Linked DNA regions of Sus scrofa: region 2 is linked to region 1. The links are chromatin contacts, called in public targeted proximity ligation maps. All regions are on one chromosome and are shown on one strand. The core of a region is the stretch at or near the end of the contact, and the rest is flanking DNA. Distances in the headings are between cores, read along the strand shown.

What was found.
Region 2: a contact with region 1 is called in a targeted proximity ligation map of skeletal muscle. A contact is called at or near these places in 10 of 47 Hi-C or Micro-C datasets (alveolar macrophages, embryonic fibroblasts, fetal skeletal muscle and 6 more) and 2 of 2 datasets of targeted methods (alveolar macrophages and skeletal muscle).

What each region holds. Positions count from the first base shown.
Region 1 is chr5:11,277,151-11,284,396 of Sscrofa11.1, reverse strand. It overlaps TXN2 (thioredoxin 2), which reads right to left. Exons shown (of 4, transcript NM_001243705.1): 4 at 6,766-7,246. Among named protein-coding and RNA genes, the nearest start is that of TXN2, 16 kb to the right of the region's middle.
Region 2 is chr5:11,407,184-11,414,429 of Sscrofa11.1, reverse strand. All of the region lies in intron 3 of MYH9 (myosin-9), which reads right to left. Among named protein-coding and RNA genes, the nearest start is that of MYH9, 45 kb to the right of the region's middle.

The DNA.
Region 1 (7,246 bases), core at 1,762-4,261:
TGGGAATCCCACATTTATAAAATCCAAAAGAAAAAACATAAGCTTTGCGTCGAAACATGTTCATTCTGACCTCATTTATAATGAACAAAAAAATTAACTGAAAAATACCTAAATATTGGACAGTGGTTAAGGGTGTGACCATAGCTGAGTGGCGTCCTCTGGTCTGGGATACGCTACAGGGTGGTCCTGGGAGTGCAGAGAACCGCTGCCATGGGGTGGTGGGAAGGCTACAGCGGTCAAGAGCAGGGACCCCAGGGTCAGGCTGCCTGGTTTCCATCCTGGCTCTGCCCCTTCCCAGCTGTGTGACCTGAAGCTGTAACTAAATCCCTCTGTGCCTCAGTTTCTTCATCCATAAGCTAGAGCTCATAACAGGACCTACCTCCAAGGCTTATATGAGCACCAAACGTGTAAATATACGGACCATTTAGAATAGCGTCTGGAACCTCCGTATGTTATGTTAGTTGCTACTATTTTGCTTTTTTCCTTTTTTTCAGGGCCACACCTTCGATATATGGAGGTTCCCAGGCTAGGGGTCTAATTGGAGCCACACCTGCCAGCCAACACCACCGCCACAGCAACATGGGATCTGAGCTGTGTCTGTGATCTACACCACAGCTCAGGGCAACACTGCATCACCGACCCACTGAACAAGGCCAGGGATCGAATCTGCATCCTCATGGATGCTAGTTGGGTTCATTTCCACTGCACCAAAATGGAAACTCCCAGTGATGGCTATTAAACTGTGTAACAGGCTCTTATGGGTTGAGTTGTGTCTTCCCAATTCATTTGCTGAAGCCCTAAACTCCAGAAGCTCAGAATGTGTCTGTGTTTGAAGATGGGGCCTTTACAGAGGTGATTATGTTAAAATGGACCACCTCTGTGTCTTTGCACATGCTGTTCCCTCTGCCTGGAATGCTCTTCCACTCTTTGCCTTTCTGACTAACCCCTATTCAATTCTTCTAAACAAAACCACACTTTAAATTTTTTTTTTTTTTTTTTGGCCACACCATGGCATTTGGAGTTCCTGGGCCAGGGTTCAGATCCGAGCCACAGTTGTGACCTACACTGTAGGTGTGGCAACACCAGATCCTTAAGCCATTGTGCCAGCCCAGGGATCGAACCCGTGTACCAGGGTTCCAGAGACACTGCTGATCATGTTGCACCACAGGGGGCGCTTCAACAAAACCCTTCTTAAACATCGCTTTTTTTCTTTTTCTTTCTAGGGCCATGCCCATGGCATATGGAAGTTCCCAGGCTAGGGGTCAAATGAGAGCTATAGCCGCCAGCCTACACCACAGCTGCAGCAACGACAGATCCGAGCTTCGTCTGCAATCTACACCACAGCCACGGCAGTGCTGGATCCTTAACCCACTGAGCAAGGCCAGGGAGCAAACCCAAAATGTCATGGATACTAGTTGGGTTCTTAACCCGCTGAGCCACAACAGGAACTCCCATCACCTCCTCTCTATGCTTTACCTGACAGCCCTGCAGGTTTGCTCCTTTTCAGGGCTTCAACTCATTCTGTGCTTTAGCAGCATGATGATAAATGTTACTTGTACCTAGTGTGACATTTAGACTTTAGATTGTAACAACAGTGTGCTCACTGTAAGCTTTTGAGGGCAGGGGCTGGGCCCTCCTCTGCTTTGACTCCTAATCCCCAGCACCAAGCAGCCCAGGGGGGCACCCACAGGCACCAGCTGGCCAAGGTTAGGGAGTGAGGCCACCATGTGGGGGGTGGAGAGAATATTCCAGACTTAGGAAGAGATTTTTTTGTTTTTGCTTTTTTAGGGCTGCACCCAAGGCATATAGAAGTTCCCAGGCTAGGGGTCAAATTGGAGCTGTAGCTGCCTGCCTACACCACTGCACAGCCACACCAACAAGGGCACGGGATCCTAGCTGCATCTGCGACCTATACCACAGCTAACAAAATGCCAGATCCTTAACCCACTGAGCAGGGCCAGGGATTGAACCTGCATTCTCATAGATACTAGTCAGATTCGTTTCCACTGAGCCATGACGGGAACGCTAGGAAAAGATCTTTTAAAAAAAAATTTTTTTTTTAGGGCCACACTTGCAGCATATGGAGGTTCCCAGGCTAGGGCTCGAGTCAGAGATATAGCTGCTAGCGTACACCACAGCCACAGCAATGCAGGATCCGAGCCACATCTACACCACAGCTCATGGCAATCCCAGATTCTTAACCCACTGAGTGAGGCCAGGGATCAAACCAGCAACCTCATGGTTTCTAGTTGGATTCGTTAACCACTGCTCCACAACAGGAACTCCTAGGAATAGATCTTAAGCAAAAGACGCTTCTACCCACTGCCCAGGGTCAGGGTGGGGGAGGCAGATAAAAGAGAGAGGCCCAGGGGTTCCCGCCATGGCGCAGTGGGTTAGTGATCCAGCCGGTCTCAGTGGAGACACTAGTTCAGTCCCCTGCCCTGTGCAGTGGGTTAAGGATCTAGTGTTGCTGTGGCTGTGATATAGGTCGCAGCTCTGACACGGATTGATTCCATATGCCCTGAGGTGGCAGCAAAGGGGCAGGATTAGGGGTTGAGTCGGGCCACCTCACCCTCATTTCCTAGGGTGTCTTGTGTTCTGGTCACATCACACCACCTCTCTGGGCCTCAGTTTCCTCATCCATGAAGTGGAAACAGTAATCGCTACCTCAGGTGGGGGCTGGGAGGCGGAGATGGGGGGGGCGCACCTGGCAGTGGGGGACACAAAGGGATCAATGCCAGACGGCCTTCTTGCTGGAGGCTGAGGCAGGCAGCAGACCGGAGGCAGACAGCTACATGCCTGTGGTCCCCCAGGAAGCTGGCTGAAGGTGGGGACCCAGCTCACCCCGAGGCAACCATTAGCAGCTGTGCAGTGGTGGCGGCGGCAGCGGCGGGGCTCAGGAAAGGTCCCCCATCAGTGGCTGTGTGCGGCTGGCTGGCTTAGAGGCGTGGTGAGAAGCCCGTCAGACGTGACCGGGAGGCACGGGGAACAGAGGAGCAGACTCAGGGTGGATTCCAGTGGGCATTCCTCAAGGGTGAGGTCACCCCCCCTGGCTCCCCGGGGCTGCCACTGGCCCCACTGAGCTAGCTCTGGAGCAGGACAGGGTGGCGGCAGGGGTCAGAGTCAGGACACAGAGGCACATGTCAGGCTCCCCACCTGGCACAATGACGGGCCCCTCCCATGGTGAGGTGCTGGGGTCCTTATCTCGGGAAGCCCTGTGTTTCCTGTTTAAGATGTAGTGGGAGGGGGGAGAGCTGGGGAGGGGGGAAGCAAAGCCACGGACATTTCTTGAGCTCCTGCTGGGTACCAGCATGTTTACTTGACGGCGTCTTTCCCTGGTGATGGTTATTAGCCTCAGTTTGCAGATGGTGCAACTGCTCAAAATGGTGAAAAAGTTTGCCCCAAAGAGAACGCGGTATTATTCATGGGTAAGAACACAGAGCCTTTGGAATCGAACACCTCTGAGTTCAGATCTGAGTTTCGACAGCCTGTTGGTGCCGCATGACTTACGCTCTCTGGGCCTCAGTTTCCTCCTCTGTAAAATGGCCATAATGGTAGACCCTACCACCTGGGGTTGTTGGGAGGGCGCAGCGAGACGGCACACGTAACAAGCACTCGGTGAATGCGAGCCCGCATCATCCCCATCTGGCTGATGTGACAATTGAGCCTCAGGACGGCGAGGAAACGTGCCCAGGGCCACACCGCTAGTGGTGGGTGGCCAGCTCCCGCCCTGAACTCAGCTCTGATTCTTCTTGTCCTCCTTGCACCATTGTGGAGCGGCTGGTGGTCACCCCCAGCTTCCAAAAGGCAGGAGAGGGGAGGCTCCTTGGAACAATCCGTGGCCCAGATTTCCGGCAGAGCCATAGAAGCCGCCTGGAGAACGGGGTTCAGGGTCACGCCTGCAGCCGGTGTTCCAGGCAGCAGAGAGGAACTGCGGCAGCATGCCTGGAAGCCGGGCTTGTCCGCAGCGTCCTGCCGGCCTCTGACATTGTTCTCTGGGCCCTCCCAGCCCAGGGCCCGCACATTAGGGGCTTCCGGCAGCCCGGCCAAATTACCTTCACTTTCCAGAGAAGCTTTCCTCAGGCGTCTGGGGTAGGGGCTGACCTGGCCCCGTGCCCCCTGCCCTGGGCAGGGCCTGCTGGGAAGGGCACGGGCACAGCCTCAACAATATCCCTCTGACCCGCAGGTCCTGGCCCCGGACACAGCCCTTCTCAGAGTCCCGGCCGCCCTCCTCACTCTCTGCTCCTGGAGCCCAGGGAAGCAAAGGCCGTGACTCGCTTTCATTTAGGGTTGGCTGAAGTCAGGCACTCGGCTTCAGGTCCCCACCACAAACACACTGTGACCTGGGGAAGCCACCCCTCCCTGTGCCCTTCTGAGGGTCTGGATGATACCCTCGCACTCTGACATCTGCTCAGAGCGACCTGCTGTCCTTTGCTGCCTCCGAGCATAAGACCCTTGAGGGTGCCGTCACTTTCTCTCCTGTGTTTGTTCAGAAGGAACCTACACGAGCGACCACCAGCCATCCATCCAAATGCCTCTAAGACCTGCTAAGGCGCTTCAGCGCTGAGCATCTGGGACGGTGCCTCGGCCACTCTGCTGACGTCACTCTGTGCTGTGTCATCTGTGAAATGGGAAGAAGTGCCGGCAGGGGGCTGGTGGGGACCACAGGACAGACGTGATTAGACGAGCCAGCACTACAAATTTAAGCTTCCATTTTCACCTCCTGCCTCCAGGTCACCGGGATGAAGTTGGTATCAAGACAGTACATGTACAGAGGTCACACCCCAGACATCTTGGGGACTAGGGGGAGCCCATGGCTATGTCCCCTTTCCTGGGCTCTTGGCAGGTATCTGTGCTTCAGGGGGGATGGAGATGCTCCCCTGACCCCCAGCAGAACTGCCAGGCCCTGCAGCTGCTCTGCCAACCCCTCTTCCACGGCCAGGAGCCTGAGGCACCCAGAGGGCAACAGCGGGGCCAACGATGCAGAGCCAGCTGCGTCCCAGTGAGATCAGCGCCATGGAATTAGTCAAACGGGATCACCCAGAGGATCACCGCCAGTGACTCATGCCACGAACAGCCTCTGGGCAGAGACTGCCAACCTGGAGCAGCGGAGGCACCAGCTCACCTCACTCTGCAGCACACCTTTTAAGGAAAGGGAGCTCCGGGCTGTGCAGAGGCCCTGCCTCTGCCCGACGCCTTTGCCAGCCCTTCTCCACACCTACCTGGGGTGGGGGGAAACAGCCAGACCCCCGCCTGGATTCAAATCGGGCATTATCGCCTTTCAGATGTGACCTTGGGCAAGTCAATTTCCTCAAACCGGTTCCTTCACTTGTAATAGGGAAATAATACTTGCCTCACAAGAGAGGAATTAAATGAGGTCATGCACATACAAGTGTTGGCAAAGGGCACCTTTTTAGGAGTGGCAGTGGGGGACAGTTGGAGAGGGCCCAGGATCAGGAGTCAGGGTGCCCGGTTCTGAATTCTGGCCCCAGCCCTTACCTGCCAGGTACCTCTGCCTCAGAACCTCTTCAGTAACGTGAGCTGCCTGGCAGCTGGTTGTGGGATGGGGCGCATACACCACCTTTACGAGCGGATGGGGGGAGTGCAGGGGCAGGGGCCAGCCTGGTGCCCGAGGGCTTTGTGATCTTGGACAAGGTCCCCAACCTTGGAGGGGGTCTCGTGTGTAAAGGGGTCAGTCATGACGGTGCTCTTCTTGGGGCGCTGCCGTGGGAGGGGTGCTTTAGAACAGCGCCCGAGGGAGTTCTCGGTGTGGCTCAGCGGAAATGAACCCGACCAGCATCCATGAGGATGCACATCGGATCCCTGGCCCCCCTCAGGGGGTTAAGGATCCTGTGTTGCTGGGCTGTGGTGTAGGCCGGCAGCTGCCACTCTGATTCGACCCCTAGCCTGGGATTTTCCACATGCCAAGGGTGAGGCCCTAAAAAGACAAAAACAAACAAACAAAAAAAGACAAAGAACAGTGCCTGGGACCCAGGAAGTGCTCCCTGAGCACTGGCTGCACTTATTCCTCTTACACACAGCCCCTGGCCCTTCTCCACGAATGCTAGTTGCTGGTGCCCTTCCCTCCACAAGCCTCTGACAGATCCAGCCACAGGCCCTGCTTCTGAGCCGACCCTGCCCTCCTGCACCAGTCACAGCAGCCTTCTCAAGGCGGTCCTAGGGCTGACCCTCTAAACACCCCACGGCAACCCAGGCAGTTCTAACAACAGGCAAGCCACAGAGAAGAGAGCACACAGCGCCCCGGGGCCGAGGGAAAGGGTGTGGGATAGCCCAGCTGGGCAAGCAGGCAAGCAAGCCAGAGGGCAGCTCAACCACATGAGGGCAAAGGCTTTCCTGGCTGCCGAGCCTGCTTTGCCTGGCACCTTCCTCCATGGGCCAGGAGGAGCTAGGAACAAGAAGGGGCAGAGGGGCCTTGGAGTTCCAGCACACACACAGGAAGGCAGGCCCTCGCTAGGTTGGGACTGGGGGAGGCTCTGGAGGATCCAGGGGAGCCGCTGTGAGAGCCGAGGCTTGAGGCACCCATGTCCCCAAAACACCCAGGCTCTGCGCTCCTGAGCCTGTGTCCTCATCTGCATACCGGAGACAACAATCGCCCTTTGGCCTTGTGTGTAAAGGTGTTCCCTTGACTGACGACAGGCAAGTCAAGGGCAAGAGGGTGCTGGGGGTCAGAGGAGAAAACGGACAGCGGCCCAGCCTGGGAAGGGGTCACAAGCGCTCCTGAAGCCCAGACAGAGGGAAGCTGTCGACAGTGCACACCCTCGTTTTATTGGTCCAGTCTTTTCACAGTGAAGCCTGCTACTCAGAGAAAGGGCTGGCTAATGGGGAGGGAAGGTAGTGTCTCGAACCTTCCAGAGTCAAAGGTGTGCAGGATGCCCCCAGCGCGACGCACGTTCGCTGCCCTTGTGCCTGGGAGGAAGGTGGCTCTCTGGCGGGAAAGGGGGTGTGGACAGAGGGTAATTTAGCTCAGGGCCCAGGGTCTGGTCTTCACAGTGGGAGGTAGAGGGATCACAAAAGTTCTTTATTAAGGACCTGCACAAAATGAGAGAACTGTATGTTACTCTCACTTGTTCGGGTTTCTAGTTTCCTTCTTTCTTTTTTACAAAACAGCAGCAGGAAAGAAAAACGCAGGAGGCAGATGAGCCAGGCACCAGGGTTCAGATCAGAAGGGATCAGGGAGATGGGACCAAGGTGGTACCACAGGCTGGCCCCGCGGCTCTGTCCAAGC
Region 2 (7,246 bases), core at 3,105-5,604, 130 kb before region 1:
AGCCCTTCAAAGCTGCACTGCAAGGGCTGAGACAGACCCAGTCTCGATAAGGCAGCAGGGAAGGCCGGGGCAGGGGGGGCCTAAAGGCCAGGGAAGCCACAGCTGCCTCCAGCACCCGCCCCGGGAAGGGTCTGGAGCAAACACAGCTGTGATCCGGGCCCGGCCTCCCCGGCTGCAGCCCAGGCGGGGGCCCAGCTGCAGGCATGTTCGGTCACCGCCCCGCGAGTGGGCAAGAATGTACCTGCGCGTGGCGGCAAGTTGGGAGGTGGCGGCGGCTGACACTACCATAAAAGGCAACATTCCCATCCCTTCCAGAAGGAACTGTTTTCCCAGGGCTGTCCAGGCCTGGTCCCTGGGATGGCTGGAATTCCTCTAATTGTGTGAGGAGGAGCCAGATGCTGAGCTGCTGAACAACAGGAAACAGAGCCCCCGAACACACACATGAGGGCACACACACAGACCCCCACGCACGCACAGGGACGTGGACAAGCTGCTCGTGGACACGTGTGTGCAGAGACACAAGGGCCCAGGCATTTCTGGGCATGAGTAGACATGTATGCACACACATGCACACGTATACACACACACACACTGGGTGCACAAGTGCATGTTTGCAGAGATGCACACGCACAGACACTCAGTCACAGGCCTGCACATGCTTCTAATCCCAGCTCCAGATCCAAACTCATTATGTAACCTCCACCTACCCTATCATCTCCATCTCTTCCTCCCCTTTGACCTTTCACCTCCAATTCCTGAAGCCAAGATACCACCATCGACACGGTCTAAAAGGAAACACTCCAATCCTTGTAATTTACACTTTAAACTTTAATTTGCTTGGCCAGAACATTCATTTGGGCAAATGCTTTTATAGAGGAAAACTGATGGGAGGCCTTTCTGATTTCTTTACCTCTTGCCTCAAATCCACCTGCCCGCCATGAATGATACGGAGGCCCCCAGAGTCTGTCTTTGCAGGTCTTAAAGCAGGTTTGGGTCTGTTATCTTAGGAGGTGGATGAGGCAGGCACCGCCCCTGTTCTGCACGAGCCGAGAAGCATCTCCTCTGGGTAGAGGAGTGGATGGAGTTGACAGCAGCCAGCCTGCTCTCCGCCTGACTCAGTTTACTATGTCATAGCCCTGGTGCATCCCAGCGGGACCCTCCCAAACACTCCCTCCAGAAGCCCTTCCCTCACGGTGCTCACAGGACAGGGACCCTCGAGAGTCCAGGCCACTCCACTGTTTGCCTGAGTCCTGATTTGGACCTAGATGGACTGAAGGCTTATTTGCACATACCCTTTCTTCCTCCAAACTGGAGGAGACAGACAGGCCGACAGGAACCCAACAGCCCAGAAGCAAGGGCGTGCGTCCACCAGAGACCACCCTGCTCTGGGGAACAGGCGCCCCACCTGACTCCTCCCTCCTGCCCTGGTCCTGACGCAGCCGGGATGGCGAACGAGACAGGGTTACAAGAAAAGACAGGGTTACAGGAGTTCCCGTCGTGGCGCAGTGGTTAACGAATCCGACTAGGAACCATGAGGTTGCGGGTTCGATCCCTGGCCTTGCTCAGTGGGTTAACGATCTGGCGTTGCCGTGAGCTGTGGTGTAGGTTGCAGACGCGGCTCGGATCCCGCGTTGCTGTGGCTCTGGTGTAGGCTGGTGGCTATAGCTCCGATTCAACCCCTAGCCTGGGAACCTCCATATGCCGCGGGAGCAGCCCAAGAAATAGCAACAACAACAACAACAACAACAACAACAAAAAAGACAAAAGACAAAAAAAAAAAAAAAAAAAAAAAAAAAAGACAGGGTTACAAATCTCTGCAGAGGTTTTCAACTCTTTTAAAAGCAGCAGCAGCCCTTCCTCAGATAAAATCTTCCTGAATCCCCAACAGGAACAGCAGGAGATTAAAAACCAGAGCTGCCAGGGCAGGGGAGCCAAGGTTCCAAGGGGCACACTTTACAGCCAGCAGCCCACGTGTCTAAGCTGCTGCAGAGAGAAGAAAGCCACTGGCTACGTGCTCCAGAGCCCTGGGTACCAGGGCCCCCACTTTGCAGGTCCCCTCCGGATGCCTGGCCCCCTGGCCTCTGGGGAAGGGGGCGGGGGGCTCCCCCCCCCCCCCCCGAGAACTGAAGCCTGAGGCATACAGTGCAGGTGCTCAGAAACTGTCCTCAACGACCCGAGCCCTTGCCAGCTCTCCCGCTGTGGGGCCTCCTCAGATCAACAATGAGAAAGGTTTTAAATTACATATTCAGCACTGAGGCCAAACCCCCCCACCCTGATTTTATTTTAAGCCCCAAATGCTCCAGGCCTTTCAGAACCAATGTCAGCCTGGAAGCCCCGGCAGCGCAGGTGGGCAGAGGGGAGCCCTGACCGCAGGTGTTTCGGCCCAGGTAGAGGCTGGCACTAGGGGCCTTCTTGCTCACTTCCTCTGTGAGAGGAGCTGCCGATTCTTGTCCATAAAAGGCCACGAGGCTCACGCCGCCGCTGCGATGTGACATCAGCCCCGACAGGAAGTACAGAAGGAAGGGAACAAGCCTGGTTCACCAACGACCGCCGCCCGGGACTGACTCACCGGGAGCTCGCTGGGAGAAGGCCTGGCGGGCTTCCGGCGGGGCTGCTCTGGGGCCACCTGCAAGAGAGCCCTGCCCATGGGACCCATCTGCATGCAGGTCACCCAGGTTGCCTGAGCACTGACCGAGTCATGGATGTGAGCCAGGAGAAAATGAAAGCAAAGGGCACTTTCAGGCTGGACGACACGCCTGCGTGGGGTGACAGGGACAGCGTAACCCAGGACAAACAGGCTGGAGTCTTCCCACCACCCAGGGGACCGTCTTTCACAGAAACTGCACAGCAGACCCCTGGCTGCACAGCGCCTGCTCCGTTCAAACTGCTGGGACAGACGCCTGGACGGCAGAGTCACCTCTCCCGAAACCCTCTCGGGGACGGCACCACGGTCTCCACGGGCCAAAATGCAAAGCGCTTCAGCAAGTGTAGAACCCATGGGAGAGACTTGTGGGTCTGAGCTCAGAATCTGGGAGCTGGGAAGGCTCTAGAAAACATGTGGCCCAATCACCGGCATCCAGAGCGCAGGACCCCCAGTCCCAAGAAACGACTTGGTCAAAGTCATGTAAGCTAGGCCACACATTCAGGCCTCTAGACGCCTAGGTCCTCCCCACGGGGTCCACACAGGGTAGGGCACTCAGTGCCATCAGCCGTCTCGCCTCTGCGCTGCACGGAAAGGGCCGTCCCCACTCATGAATTGTTGCATGGGCCTTGCAAGCTGCCTGCTACTTTCTCCAAAGCCAGCCCAACTCACGAGCTAGGGTTCCAAGTGCCAGGGAAGCAGACGGAGAGGTGAGTAAAAGCAGGTGCAAAATAATGCTGCCCACTAGCAGAGGCCACAGGCGGATGCTGGCCTCGTGTTACAGCGGCCGACCTGTCTGCCTGCCTGCCCTGCAGGCAGCCAGCAGGGAGAAAGCACATGGCCTGGTCATCAGCAGTGTTCTCTCCAGGCACAAAGGTGGGCCCAGACCGAGCAGACGCTCCATCAGCAGCTCTCCACGCCAGAAGCCACTGGCCCCACCCTGTGCCTCCACCCACACACTCCCCCAGGTAAAGCCCCTTGTCCGAACCTGGCAGAGGAGGCCCAAGCCCCCCGTTACGGGAGGCAGCATTCCCCCAGCAGCACCCCTGACAATTAGAAAGAAGCCCAAGAGACTGCTCCCTCATTGTGTAACAGGGCAAGCGAGGCCCCTCTCCACCCCCAGCACTCAGGCAAACCTGCCCAAACCAATGCTGGCTGTTCATCCACCTTCCCCGTGGGCGTGGACAGGAGCAAGAGCTTCTCCACGTGGGTTGCTGAGGCAGCCCTCGTGGGTCTGGCAGGATGGAGGGAGATTCAAAACCACATGCGCGTGTAGACAGTGGAGGGTCCTGATGACCCCTGAGGCCAGTTTTGCCCTGCTCTGAAACAAGCCCCTGGGGGAGAAGAAAGCCAGGCAGGAGGAGGCCAGGGCTGAGTCCCGATGTGAGAGCACTAAGCCCCGGGCCACAGCTCTGCAGAGGGCTGGGCTCTCGGGGAAGGACAGGCTCAAGGACGATGGGACACAGACAGGGACTGAGATGGACACCGGCATGCAAAGCTCATGACAAACTCGGCTCCAAATCAGAGTACAAACAGCCCTCCAAGGAGCACAGAGGGCTCTGGGGATGTGCCGTGGATGGGCTCAGCCAAACTCCGAGAACCCGGAACACCAGTGCTAGCAGGTGGACGGGCAGATGTTCTCTGCAGAAGCCAGTGGCTCTGGTCGCCTCGAGAAGGGCAATCACATGAAATAAGAGGGCTGCTGGTGACTGCTAAGCCAGGATTTGCTCTTGGACCTTGGCGTCTGTCCCTGGCTTTCAGCTTAGGCTCTGCCCTACTGTGTTTTGAGGTCCAGCTCATGTTGGAGAGCCCAGCTCTTCATGAAGAGTCACAAAGTCCTGGGAGTTCCCGTCGTGGCGCAGTGGTTGACGAATCCAACCAGGAACCATGAGGTTGCGGGTTCGATCCCTGGCTTCGCTCAGTGAGTTAAGAATCCGGCGTTGCTGTGAGCTGTGGTGTAGGTTGCAGACGCGGCTCAGATCTCGTGTCGCCGTGGCTCTGGTGTAGGCCAGCGGCTACAGCTCCGACTGGACCCCTAGGCTGGGAACCTCCATATACCGTGAGTGTGGCCCTATAGGGCAAAAAAAAAAAAAAAAAGAGTCACAAAGTCCAGTTGGAAAAGGCACCCCCAAGCCCCAACAGCAGAGTCTGTTTGCCAGAAGAACAGCTGGGTCCTCAGAGTTTATTACAAAGGTCAACACTGGGCCATGGGCCTCGGTCAGAACTAAAGGAACTCCACAGGAGCCACTTCGGTTTTTCCGACTTTCACGGCTGTAGACTCTCAGCTCTCTCTCTTCAATTTTAGGGAATTTGTTTTGCTCGCTTCTGATAGCTTAATTCCAGCAATCAGGCAGGGGAAGGAAAGCAACCCTTTTCCCCAAAGGCATCAACGTTCAGCCCTGACAGACCAGGACACGCTCTTCGGGAGTCTCAAGGCCAGAACTTGAGAAAACAGGAAAAACAAGCTGGGAGGTAGCGTCCAGGGAGGTGAAAAGCACAAGCAGCTCAGCCTTTAGAGACTCTGCAGGTGGGTTTGCGTCGTCTGTTTGGTGGTGTGTGTGCAGTAACAGAGATCCTGGGCCCAGTTTTCGAGCCCCCCACCCACCCCCCCGCCGCCAAAGTTTCAGGTTCCAAGAGGGCACATCTTTCTTCTCTCCCACCTCTGCGAGCTCAGAGCAAAGCAGAGCAGGCTGATTGGGTTGGATTAAAAGCAAAACAAAGAAGCCAAAAGCTGAATCCTTGAAAAGGACCCATCAACCACAGATTCCTCTTCTAGAAAGAACATTTTATAGAAGTGAGACTGACAGGCGTGACCACAGTTGTAATTAAGCAGCATCCTGCCAGGGCCCCACTTTCCTCCTGGGGTGGGGGGGTGCTGACCGAGCAGTCTCCTTGCCTGGCCCTCCGTGTTCGGGCAGAGGGGCCAGGGCCGCCTGTCATAGCGCACGCTGGGGACCCACCGGTACTTCGACTGAGGATGACTCCACCTCTGAGGTGCAGACATTCTTGGGAAGCCCCCGAGCCCACAGGGACCCCAAGGCCTCGCGCTGCCAGCTCCGGCCCATGGACCAGATCAGACAAGCTGGAGGTCACCTCTGCCAGCGCACGCCTATGTGTCACACGGTCACTGCAGGGAAGGCAGCTTCGGCAAGCCACTACCTATGTGTGCTGGTCCCCTGAGCCTGGACTCTGGGAGGGAGCTCACCAAGGAGATGAAGCAGCCTCGGAGGGGGTATTTGGTTACCACCTTCATCCAGCAAGAGGGAGCACAGGTGGAAGGGAAATGCCACGTGCAGCCGCAGGGAAGGCAGGGACGGTTCACCCAAGACACCGCATCTCCAGGCTCCCCCCGCTACCTTCCAGAGGCACCTGAGGCCAGCACCGTACACACAGCACCTTGTCTGGTCCTTCCAATGACCCCGCCAGGTACGTGTATCAAGTCAAAAGGCAGATGAGAAAATGAAGGCCCCAAGTGGACACGGTCGGTCAGGACAGGAAAGAGCCAGACTCTGGCTGGTCCAAACCCCATGCTGTCTTCCACCCCCTTGTAGCTCACAAGGCAAGCTTCTCCCTCCAGGTAAGGCCGAGAGAGGCCCGGCACGGCCTCCTCCTGTTGACTGGCTCCAGAAGCGCGGCATCGCTTGTCCAGCAGCCCTCAAGCTGGGTGGGCCCCCGTGCCCTGGGCGCTCACTCTCCTGCCCGAGGGGGCCTGCCTGCCTCCCAGGCCCCCACCCCCGCAGGGCGACTTCCAGCTGGGCCAGCACTCGGCTGGCAGGGGTGATAAAGCGCAGCCCTCGGGGCGAGCCACCGCCTCGGGGGCACAGGCGCTGGGCGGCTCTGGACCTCCCCGCACACAGCGGGGCCTTTGTGTGCCGCTGCTGGCAGGGCCCTCTGGCAGGGCCCGAGCCTCCTGGCTGGCACATTCCTGCCTAAGTGGAGTCATCACATCTGCGGCTTCCTCGGCAGCCTGTCCTGGTGAGTCTGCTCGAAGTCACGGTTTACTGGGCCCTCAAAGCATTTCCAGCGCCTCCTCAACGCGGCGACCTTTCCTCCCAGAGACCTTGGAGGGCCGACGGGTCCACGGGAGCCACAGGTAAGGCGGGGAGAATGCGGAGGGAGGCGAGAGGACCCCAAGCCACCGGCCAGGCAGGAACATCCTGCCGAACACCAGCCACAGAGGAGGATGGGCACCAGGACAGGAATCGGGGGTCTGGTTTCCGGGGCTGGCTCTCTGGGGGCCTTCGGACAAGTGAGTACATGTTTCTGGGCCTGTCCCTTTACCTGTGAGGTCGCAGGATCATACTCAGATGTGAGGAAAAATGCTCAAATTCCACCTTGTTCACCCAAAAAGGTTAACCAGCCCCTGAGTGGCAGGTGGACACTCACTGGGCACTTGGTGACCCAACACTCCTGGGGCAGCTTCCACTGAGAAGCTGAGGTGGGAGCAGCACAGAGCAAAGGGTTAAATAGTTCTCGGATGACTTTAGGTCTGGAAGGAAAGCAGGCCCTGCCGCCACTCCCCCAGAAATGCTGGGGGCTCATTAAAATACCATAAAGTCACTGGAAGTGAACTGAGCCTGGCGGTCTAACTAATTAACACAGAAG